Regions from separate parts of the Hordeum vulgare genome. Here all the other regions are linked to region 1. The links are chromatin contacts, called in public Hi-C maps. All regions are on one chromosome and are shown on one strand. Each heading gives the region's core, a stretch centred on a gene start, on an enhancer-like site or on the middle of the called end of the contact. The rest is flanking DNA. Distances are from core to core; before and after follow the strand shown.

Evidence for each region. Hi-C and Micro-C count contacts between places; a contact is called where the count stands out from the background.
Region 2: a Hi-C map of leaf shows a contact between it and region 1, with 7 times the contacts expected there. The contact joins the promoter of LOC123411394 here to the promoter of LOC123410218 in region 1. A contact is called at or near these places in 4 of 6 Hi-C or Micro-C datasets (leaf and seedling).
Region 3: a Hi-C map of seedling shows a contact between it and region 1, with 8 times the contacts expected there. The contact joins the promoter of LOC123409985 here to the promoter of LOC123410218 in region 1. A contact is called at or near these places in 2 of 6 Hi-C or Micro-C datasets (leaf and seedling).

What each region holds. Positions count from the first base shown.
Region 1 is chr7H:212,007,869-212,010,922 of MorexV3_pseudomolecules_assembly, forward strand. LOC123410218 (NAC domain-containing protein 83-like) reads left to right here and starts at 1,472. Exons shown (of 3, transcript XM_045103123.1): 1 at 1,472-1,999; 2 at 2,130-2,419. The coding sequence starts at 1,801.
Region 2 is chr7H:211,615,547-211,618,600 of MorexV3_pseudomolecules_assembly, forward strand. It overlaps LOC123411394 (glycerophosphodiester phosphodiesterase GDPD2-like), which reads left to right and starts at 1,605. Exons shown (of 7, transcript XM_045104332.1): 1 at 1,605-1,924; 2 at 2,783-2,842; 3 at 2,955-3,035. The coding sequence starts at 1,640.
Region 3 is chr7H:212,279,561-212,282,614 of MorexV3_pseudomolecules_assembly, forward strand. It overlaps LOC123409985 (pyruvate dehydrogenase E1 component subunit beta-1, mitochondrial), which reads left to right and starts at 1,610. Exons shown (of 14, transcript XM_045102852.1): 1 at 1,610-1,893; 2 at 1,984-2,058; 3 at 2,791-2,871; 4 at 2,944-2,970. The coding sequence starts at 1,864.

The DNA.
Region 1 (3,054 bases), core at 222-2,721:
ACTTAATCATGTGATCACTGCAGCTTAAACACAAGCACTACTGTAGCAGCAAATCCAGGGCGTCACAGAGCTGCCGCTCCGGCGCCGAGTACTCCAACGGCGGCTCGTTGTCGCCCTCGATGTGCTCGAGGACGGCGTGGAACGTGCGCCCGGGGACGCTCCGCCACTGACGACAGTCGTCGGAGTTGTGGATCCCCTTGGCGCCGGGAACCAGCTGGTGAAGGCGAGATGGTCGACGTGGCGACGCTGGAAGTACATCGTTCATAGAGGGAGACTGTCGGCGACATACATTTCTTCCTGCCACGCGTGCTCCATCAAAGATGCCAGAATGCGCGCGATCTCGTCGCGACGTTCCGCGGTGAATGACGGAGGGGGCATAGGGACTCCTGCAACGCTCAACCTCCAGACGCCCGGCCTGCACATGTCTTGTGGCACCGTGTAGTTGGCCTTGTGAAGGGCGTGTGCCTCCCACTCGTGCAACGAGCAGCGACCGAAGCCGTTGGCAGCCGCTTCGTCGTCGGGGAACTGCTCCGCCATGGACTCCGCAAAAGTTCCAGCGACAGAGGCAAAAGAGATGGGAGAAGAGGATGGAGGGCGAGCGTCCGGCGAGCGGCGACGATGCACGACTTTTATAGTGAGGAAGGGGTGGGAGTGGTGTGCATGCGTGGCGGGAAAGGACGGGACGTGCGGCGGCGTGCCATCACTACACCGCCGGACCTTGGAATCCTGCGCATTGAACCGACGCGGAAGCCAAGGCGATAAAGAGGACGAGCGTTCTCGACGACGCCCAGTCTCGCTGACTCGGCGGGTCCATGAGGGAGGGATTTGGCGCGGTTTGTTTTGGCGTCAAATTTTTTTCCCCGGCGCCCCGAGATGCTCCCGACATGTTGGGTCTGGTATGGGTCCATAACGTTAATTTCAGCCTAAACCAATAAAAAACAAGGTTTTGAAAACGTGACTGGATGGATTTTTTTGTGCCGACAATAAAAAGAAAACATGATGGGCTTGTTGAGGACGCGATTGGAGATGTCCGGCTAGAGTTTCTTTCGCAGTTTGCGTCGCCCCGGCCGGAGTTCTATCTATCAAAGGGAGATACGCAAGCTATGCGTATTCACGGGAAAAATGTGAAACTGAAAAGTGAAAACCGAAATCACGGCAATCAATCACAATCCAGTGACGGGTGATATTCGACGAAAACGAAGTTGGCGGAATCTGAAGCGGGCAGTTATCGTCGTTGCTTGCGTTGCCGCGTAACAGGGGCACAGGCACTGTAACTTGCTTGAGAATTTCCGGAAGGAATGGAAAGGGAGCCAGCCAGCCGGGCAATAAACCGGCACGCGGGCAGCAGCGCTTGTCAAATCGGAGAAGGCACCGAGCTAAGCCACACGACGGCGACGATGGAGTAAACTTCACGCCTCCCGCAGCCGATCTCCTATATATAAACACGCCGCGCCCTTTTCCCCACTCCCCCTCCCTACTACAATCCCATCGCCCTCTCCCTCTCTCTGTCTCTCCGTAGTATACTGCCCTCTCCCTCTCTCTCTCTCTCTCTCTCTCTCTCTCTCTCTCTGCAAGTCGCCATGAACATTCCAAGCAAATGCACCACTCATGCTGGGCGCCACTTTGCGTTTGCAAAGTGAGATAGGAAGCTGCGACCTGCCCTGCTGCTCCCTTTACTACTACCGTACAAGGACGTGCCTGTGAACTACAAGCTACCTTAGTACGTACGTGCTCGAGCCACTCAGCTGAGCTAGTTCGTGCGTGCTATTACCAGCTGTTGCGAGGTGGTCAGCGGCAGCCATGGAGAGGACGCCGGTGATGGTGAGGCAGGGCGGCCAGGAGGTGCTGAGGCAGCTGCCGCCCGGCTTCCGCTTCCGCCCTACAGACGAGGAGCTGGTTGTGCAGTACCTCCGACGAAAGGCCCTTGGCCTCCCGCTCCCGGCGGCTGTCATCTCCGACGTCCACAACCTCCACAGCCTCGATCCCTGGGACATCTCCGGTATGCTTACCACGCGCACAGCACAAACACGGCCGCCGCCGCCGACGACACTGCTCACCATACGACGTGTGCTCTTACATACGGAGTATATATATACTGAAAGCTGCCGTTTGACTCCGATCGTTTCCAGGCGCGAGAGAGGGTGAGAAGTACTACTTTGCGGTCCGGCCGGCCGCCGGTGCCAGGAGGGGTGGCAGGACGCCGACGGCGAGCGGGTGCTGGAAGCCCGCGAGCGCGAGGGAGAGGCCGGTGGTGGTGTCCCGGTGCGGCCGGAACCACCTCGTCGGCGTCAAGAAGTCCATGGCGTTCGTCCCCCGACGTGCCAAGGGCAACAAGGGCTCCAAGGCGCCGCCGGCCCTAGCGCAGACCGGCTGGGTCATGCACGAGTACCGCCTCGCCCTGCCGCATCACCACAAGAATGTGAGCACTAACTAATCCTCCTTGATTGCTGAATTATTAGACGCAACTTGATTAATTGATTGCCATTAATTTGTTCTTACTGCATGTACTGTGTCAATTATAGTTTTTTTTCTCCTTCCGAATAATGTTCTTGTACTTATTCAACTGCACTGTGCTGCAGCTGTGTGTTTCTTCTTTTTGCGAATCTTTTTTTTTTGCGAATCTGCTGCAGCTCTGTGTTCGTAGTGCTACTATCCAATCCTTAGCTTTGGATGACAGCTCCATCAGTTGCAAAGAATAAACTGGACAACAATTAAGCTAGTACTGATAATTGAAGCTGTTATATATATTTTTTGTGTCTAGGCTTAAATTAGGTTAGTTTTTACAGATTGCTGACGTATCGAATTGAACAGTTTTGCTGGAGTTCTAACAAATCTCCTGTAAAATTCCTGCATTTTCAGACGGGTTTTATTCCGGGGTATTTTACTTAGCTAGTTAACTACTCCCTCCATACATAGGTAGCTAGCAATAAGATCATGCGTACATGTTCAACCTTGGCACGGAGCTGTCTTTTCAGCTTAACTTTGATTATATCAATAGTTACCAACTACTCCCTCCATATCAATAGTTTAGCCTAAAAAACCGTTATATATATT
Region 2 (3,054 bases), core at 355-2,854, 390 kb before region 1:
GTTTAAAATAAATTCATTCAGCTGACCCTTTGTGTGGCGCCCGACAGTCGGGTGTCACACTACATTATGTAACGCCTAGCATATGGGCGTTACACTTCTGGCCAACGTGGCACCCGGGGCCACACTCCTGGTTGTGTGGCGCCTAAGAGTAAGGAGTCACACTACATTGTGTGGCGCCTGACTGTAAGGAGTCACACTATATTATATTAAAACTGATGTAACTTTTAATTCATACATCCGATGAAAACGTGCCTTATATGAATATTGTGTAATTTTTTGTGTTCTACGCAATGGTGACATTTCCAGCTACATTAGGATAAATTTTTAATAAAAAATATGTTATAAAAATACTCCCTCCGTTTCTAAATATAAGTCTTTGAAGAGATTTCACTAGACGACTACATACAAAGCAAAATGAATGAATCTACACTTCAGAGTATGTTTATATACATCCGTATGTAATCCTCTAGTAGAATCTTTAAAAAGACTTATATTTAGGAACGGAGGGAGTACATCATAATATAACTAACCATATTTTTAAGACTTAAATTTGGCATGATGATAGCCATTGACCTATAACTCTTATGTATTTGAATCCTACATGAGTTTTGCACTACATGATGTGTACGTTCAGTCATGCCTATGCTTTCCATGTTAGTCATCTTTAACATGTTCATGTCTTGCATCTAAGTGACTAACATGATATAAATGAAATTTCATTACAGAAAACTACATTTTATGAGATCCATGGTAAATCTAGTGAAGGAAGACCCAGTATATCTTGAGCAAGAAGAATCACGGAGCCCATCAATCCATCACATGCAGCATGTCTTGTGTTCTTGTTTGTCCCCTTACATATTACAATATATAGGATAACACGTACCTTGCAAAATTCAAAAAAGGCTTCTTCGAGTAAAACCAAGATTTTACTCGGAGAAGCCTTTTTTGAATTTTGGTTTTAACTCGGAGAAGATAACACGTACCTTGGTTTTTCTTCAACCAAGGCACGTGTAAAAACCTTGGTTGACAAAAAACCTTGGTTGACAAAAATATGTTATATCTTGGTTTTTACTCTTATAATATTTTTATAACATATTTTTCATTAAAAAATTATCCTAATATAGTTAAAAATGTCACCATTGCGTAGAACACAAAAAAATACACAATATTCATATAAGGCACGTTTTCATCGGATGTACGGATTAAAAGTTATATCAGTTTTAATATAAAATAGTGTGACTCCTTATAATCAGGTGCCACACAATGTAGTGTGACTCCTTACTCTTAGGCGCCACACAACCAGGAGTGTGGCCCCGGGTGTCACGTTGGCCAGAAGTGTAACGCCCATATGCTATGCGTTACATAGTGTAGTGTGACTCCCGACTGTCGGGTGCCACACAAAAGAGTCAGTTGAGTGAATTTATTTAGAACGTAGTTCAGTTTGTGAATTTGTTTCGTCAATTTTGTCGATTTTGCCGCCGTGTCGCCGTTGCTCCTCCGTGCCCGTCCGTCTGCGGCGGTTGCGTGTCTAAAAATATTCAAATTCTCCCTGCACCAATCAACCTGTGCAAGTGGCAAGCAAAGCAGAAAGAGCAGAGGAGAAAGAGAAAAAAAGAGGGGTTCGGTTCCCAGCGTCGAAATGGCGGTCCCGACAACGCCCCCACGCGCGGCGGCGCACTGCCGGATCGCGGCGCGCGCGTCCACGCCCCCGGTGACGGCCGGAGGGAGGCCCTGGGAGCTGCCGCTCGCCCTGCTAGCGGAGCGGGGGATGGTGGTGGGGGGCCACCGCGGGATGGGGATGAACGCGGTGGGGGCGCCGCCCGGAGCGCGGGTCGGGGCGGCGAGGGAGCGGGAGAACACGCTGCTCTCCTTCGGCCGCGCCGCCGAGCACGCCGCCGTCGCCTTCGTCGAGTTCGACGTCCAGGTATACGCACACGCACACACATGCAGCTAGCCTCCGCTTCCATTTCCCATCATTGCTTCGCAAATTGATACGCTGCTAGCTTGTTTAAGCTTGGATTTGGAATCGGCGCCGCGGCATGAGGAGCGAAACTGGCACCCCGTATGGTTGATTGAACAATGTGTGCTCTGCTCTAGTTGGTACAACCGTACAACTAATTCTGCTGGGATCCTCGAGGACAATCCTTTTTGTGGAACTTGGATGTGGTGATCGTATGGCTGGATCGGGACATGCATTGTAATGTGCAGGGAGTAACCAAGCAGCACTCGCGTGGAGTGGCATTGATCCATTTGTGTCCCAATGTAATATGCAATGCAGCTATATTGTACTCCCATCCGTCCCATAATATAATATAAGAGCATTTTTGACACTACATTCATGTCAAAAATGCTCTTATATTATGGGACTGAGGGAGTAGCCTTTAAGCTAAGAGTTACATGAAACAAGCAGCTACTGCTTAGATGCAAATGACCAGACTAGTAACAGCAGCCACGTTGTGAGGGTGATTGTGGTTGATGTTCTCTAGTGCTAAAGTGTGCCATGGCAAGCTCCTGGATTCTGAGTTGCAGTTGTATGATAGAGGTGCTTGGTCTTATCAATTGTCATTAATCCACTGCAAGGAGTCAGTCGCAGATCGAAGCGTCAGTGAAATCGGCAATGGCAACCATAGGGAACATATATGTAAGCTAGGTTGATGAAAACTGGCAATTCTCTTGGAGCATTCTGCAACTCCCTGACTTTATCCATTACCCCTTCCTTTTAAGCTGACCACAGCACCTCACAGATCCCCTAAAGTAATGATCTTGCCATTTTGGCTTGCAGGTTACAAAAGATGGTTGCCCAGTTATCTTCCACGATGACTTTATCCTCACCCAAAAAACTGTATGTTCTTTTCATCCATTCTTATAGTTGCCATCTTTTACGTATGCACTAAACTATTCATCCATTGCAAGAAAACTTCCGAGTTAATATTCTATTATGGCAAGGTGTGCAGGAGGTTTTGTTTGAAAGGCGTGTGACTGATCTTCTTCTGGAAGAATTCCTTTCATATGGGGTACAAAAAGAACCTCACAAGGTACTTCTTCCCTTTTATC
Region 3 (3,054 bases), core at 360-2,859, 270 kb after region 1:
CGATGACATCCTTTACTGGGATTTCATGTCTCTAGTATTTTAGCGAAGTACATGACACAAAAATAAGACATATCCGTGCACGTACCAAGTATTGCAAACAAATAAGTTAGTAGACACACACATGCAAGGGGGGGGGGGGGCGAGATGAAGAAAAGTGTGTGGATCATTACTCTTCTCAAGCTCTAATAACGTGTAAGAAAATCGGTTATAAGTTGGGTTCCACCCCCGAGGCCACGACTTTGGTAGTAACAATTTGACACATTTGGGAGGCCCGTAATGATGCAAGAAAAAATGATGTTAGGATGCATCCCCGCAGAGGGCTGAGAAAGCTTTGACTTATATTGACTTCATTATGCAGAATTGTGCTAGGACTGCAATTGCCTCTAGGCGTCGTGTTAAATGGGTTCCGTCACCGGTAGATGCACTGACGTTTAATATGGATGTTGCATTCTTCAAGGAATCTCGACATATGGGAATTGGCGTGGTAATTAGGAACCACATCGGATATTGCTTGCTGGCTTGTTGCGAGCATGTTGACGAGGTTACTTCCCGATAATTAGCTGAAGCACTGGCTCTACAGGGTGGTGTAGCTCTCACCCGTCGCGAAGGATTTTCAAGGGCCGTTTTCCAGTTTGACTGTTTGTCCGTTATCTAGAGAACCAATGCTTTGACGGTTGATCGCTCGCTGGTGGGCCTCACCACGGCTGATATAAGGAGTTGGCGTCGGTCTTCTCGTTTGTTCATTTTAGACATGTAAATCGTTTGTCGAATGCCCCGACACATATTCTAGCTAGATCTTGTGAGTCCTCTAATGACTTTATTTTCATGTACCCCGGATTGTATCCGACATGCACTCGCTCTTGATTATCCTTGATCAATAAAGCGCGATATTCATAAGAAAACTCTGCTCCAACCAGAATGGTACTCCCCATGCACGTGTATCTAGGTCGTCAATTTGATTTCTACTCCCCCCGTTCCTAAATATAAGTCTTTTAAGATATTTCACTAGAAGTCTACATACGAAACAAAATGAGTGAATCTACACTCTAAAGTATGTCTATATACATCCGTATGTAGTCCACGAATAAAACCTCTTTAAAGACTTATATTTAGAAACGGAGAAAGTATAAAATATATTATTTAACATAAAAATTATATCATTAAAAAATAGAACATCTAAAGTTTTTAATAATATATTCTTCGTAATATATGCCTCTCATTAGGTTAGTCAAATTGATGACCTAGATACACGTGCCGGACTTATAAACTGAAACGGAGGGAGTACTAAACTTTTATGATGCCTTGAAACTTTACATAGTCTTTTAATTTTTTCAGGAATTATTACATATATGATCCCGAAGCCCATCTATAACTCAACAAGCTACAAGTATTACAAAATCTAACCAGGACTGAGCCGTATCATGTTGGCATCATTCACGGCAAAGTTTGCTTTCCCCCACTTAGTGGTGAGTCGAATTTCGACCTAAAATATCGAGACACCATAGATCCATGTTGTATATTCCTTATTTTTTAATTACAGCGAATAAATTGTGTGAGATGCGTTGCGCATTTATTATTCCTCTGTTCTTAAGCACCATCCATTTGTTTTCAACTTCCTCGACGTCCTTTCGACAAAACACAAAGGCGATAAACGCAGCCAAGCAAGTCGGCGCGACAATTTCGGCGGCGTCCTCTCCATCCATCTCCTCCTCACCCTCCCCCGCCGCCTCAACACGGCGCCATCCTCATCACGAACCCACCAAACAAACAAAAGGCGGACCCAACCCCCTCCTCCCCCGCCTTCCCCGGAGCACGAACCTCCCCTCCCAATCCCATCCCCGTCGGTAGCCGATCGCGTCGACGATGCTGGGCGCCGCGAGGAGATCCGGATGCGTACGCGCGCTTCTCCGATAAGATGTTTTTCCTCCGTCCGTGCCTGTCGGTTTTTGTCTCTGATCCGTGCGCGCGTTTCGATCGGTTCAGGTGCTGGGGCAGCTGATGCAGACCCTCCGCCCGGCGGCCACGGCGGCGAGGAGCTACTCCGCGACCCCGAAGGAGGTGAGCGCTGGGCCGGAACCCTAGCTAGCTCGTATGGTTTGGACCGTAGCGCTGGTGCGGTGAGGCGTGGCACGGTCGTCGGGGTGATTGATTAATCTGTTACGTACTATTTTTTTTGTTTGTTTGTTCTGGGGTGGTGAATGGTACAGCTAGGTGGGGGTATTTTTTCGAGACGGTTGATCATGTGGGCTGTGGCAGACTGGCAGGGCTGGTTGCATATTGGCCACTCGTGAGCTTTAAACGGTAAAGGGTGTCGTCGATTGTATGGAACCTTACTGGGTTCGTGCAGCTCAGTTCTGGAAATGGTTGATCGCTCAGGAGAATCAGTTGTTTCTGTTGTCGGCCTCTCCAGGTGGGAGGACTTACCTTAGGCGCGAGGCCATGGGTTCAGTGAATTGAACGGTGCTGTTTTGAGAAACGGGTAGCAGTATTGTCTAAGCAGGTGTCTGGACAGCTGCTGTAGATGTATTCAGGATTGTTCTGATTTCACAAGATCGAAAGAACCCAACATTGAGTTAATTTGTCATGTTCTAAGGCACTAAAATGTACCCCCTCTGTCCCAAAATAAGTGCTTATCTTGGGTCAGAGAAAGTATCTCTTATAAGTTTGTTAATATGCTTGCTTGTTGACTTTTTGTAGTGTTGTGTTTGTGTCTAGAAGTGATTTTCTGTTCTGTGTAAATTGTGATTTTGTCTGGGAAATTTATGCTGTTCCTCTTCTTTTGCTCATTAGATGACTGTACGTGAAGCATTGAATTCCGCCCTTGACGAGGAGATGTCTGCCGACCCTTCTGTTTTCTTAATGGGAGAAGAGGTACCACGACACCACCTGGAAGTCAATTTATATTTTTTTTGTGCTCTCTAATACTTGTCATTTCTGTGGCAGGTTGGAGAGTATCAAGGTGCGTACAAGGTGTGTGAATTCTTCTCAAGACTTGTGATTTCTTTATTACTTCGTGGCAACTGAAAATTTGTGTGAATACTATTAGCTTTTATA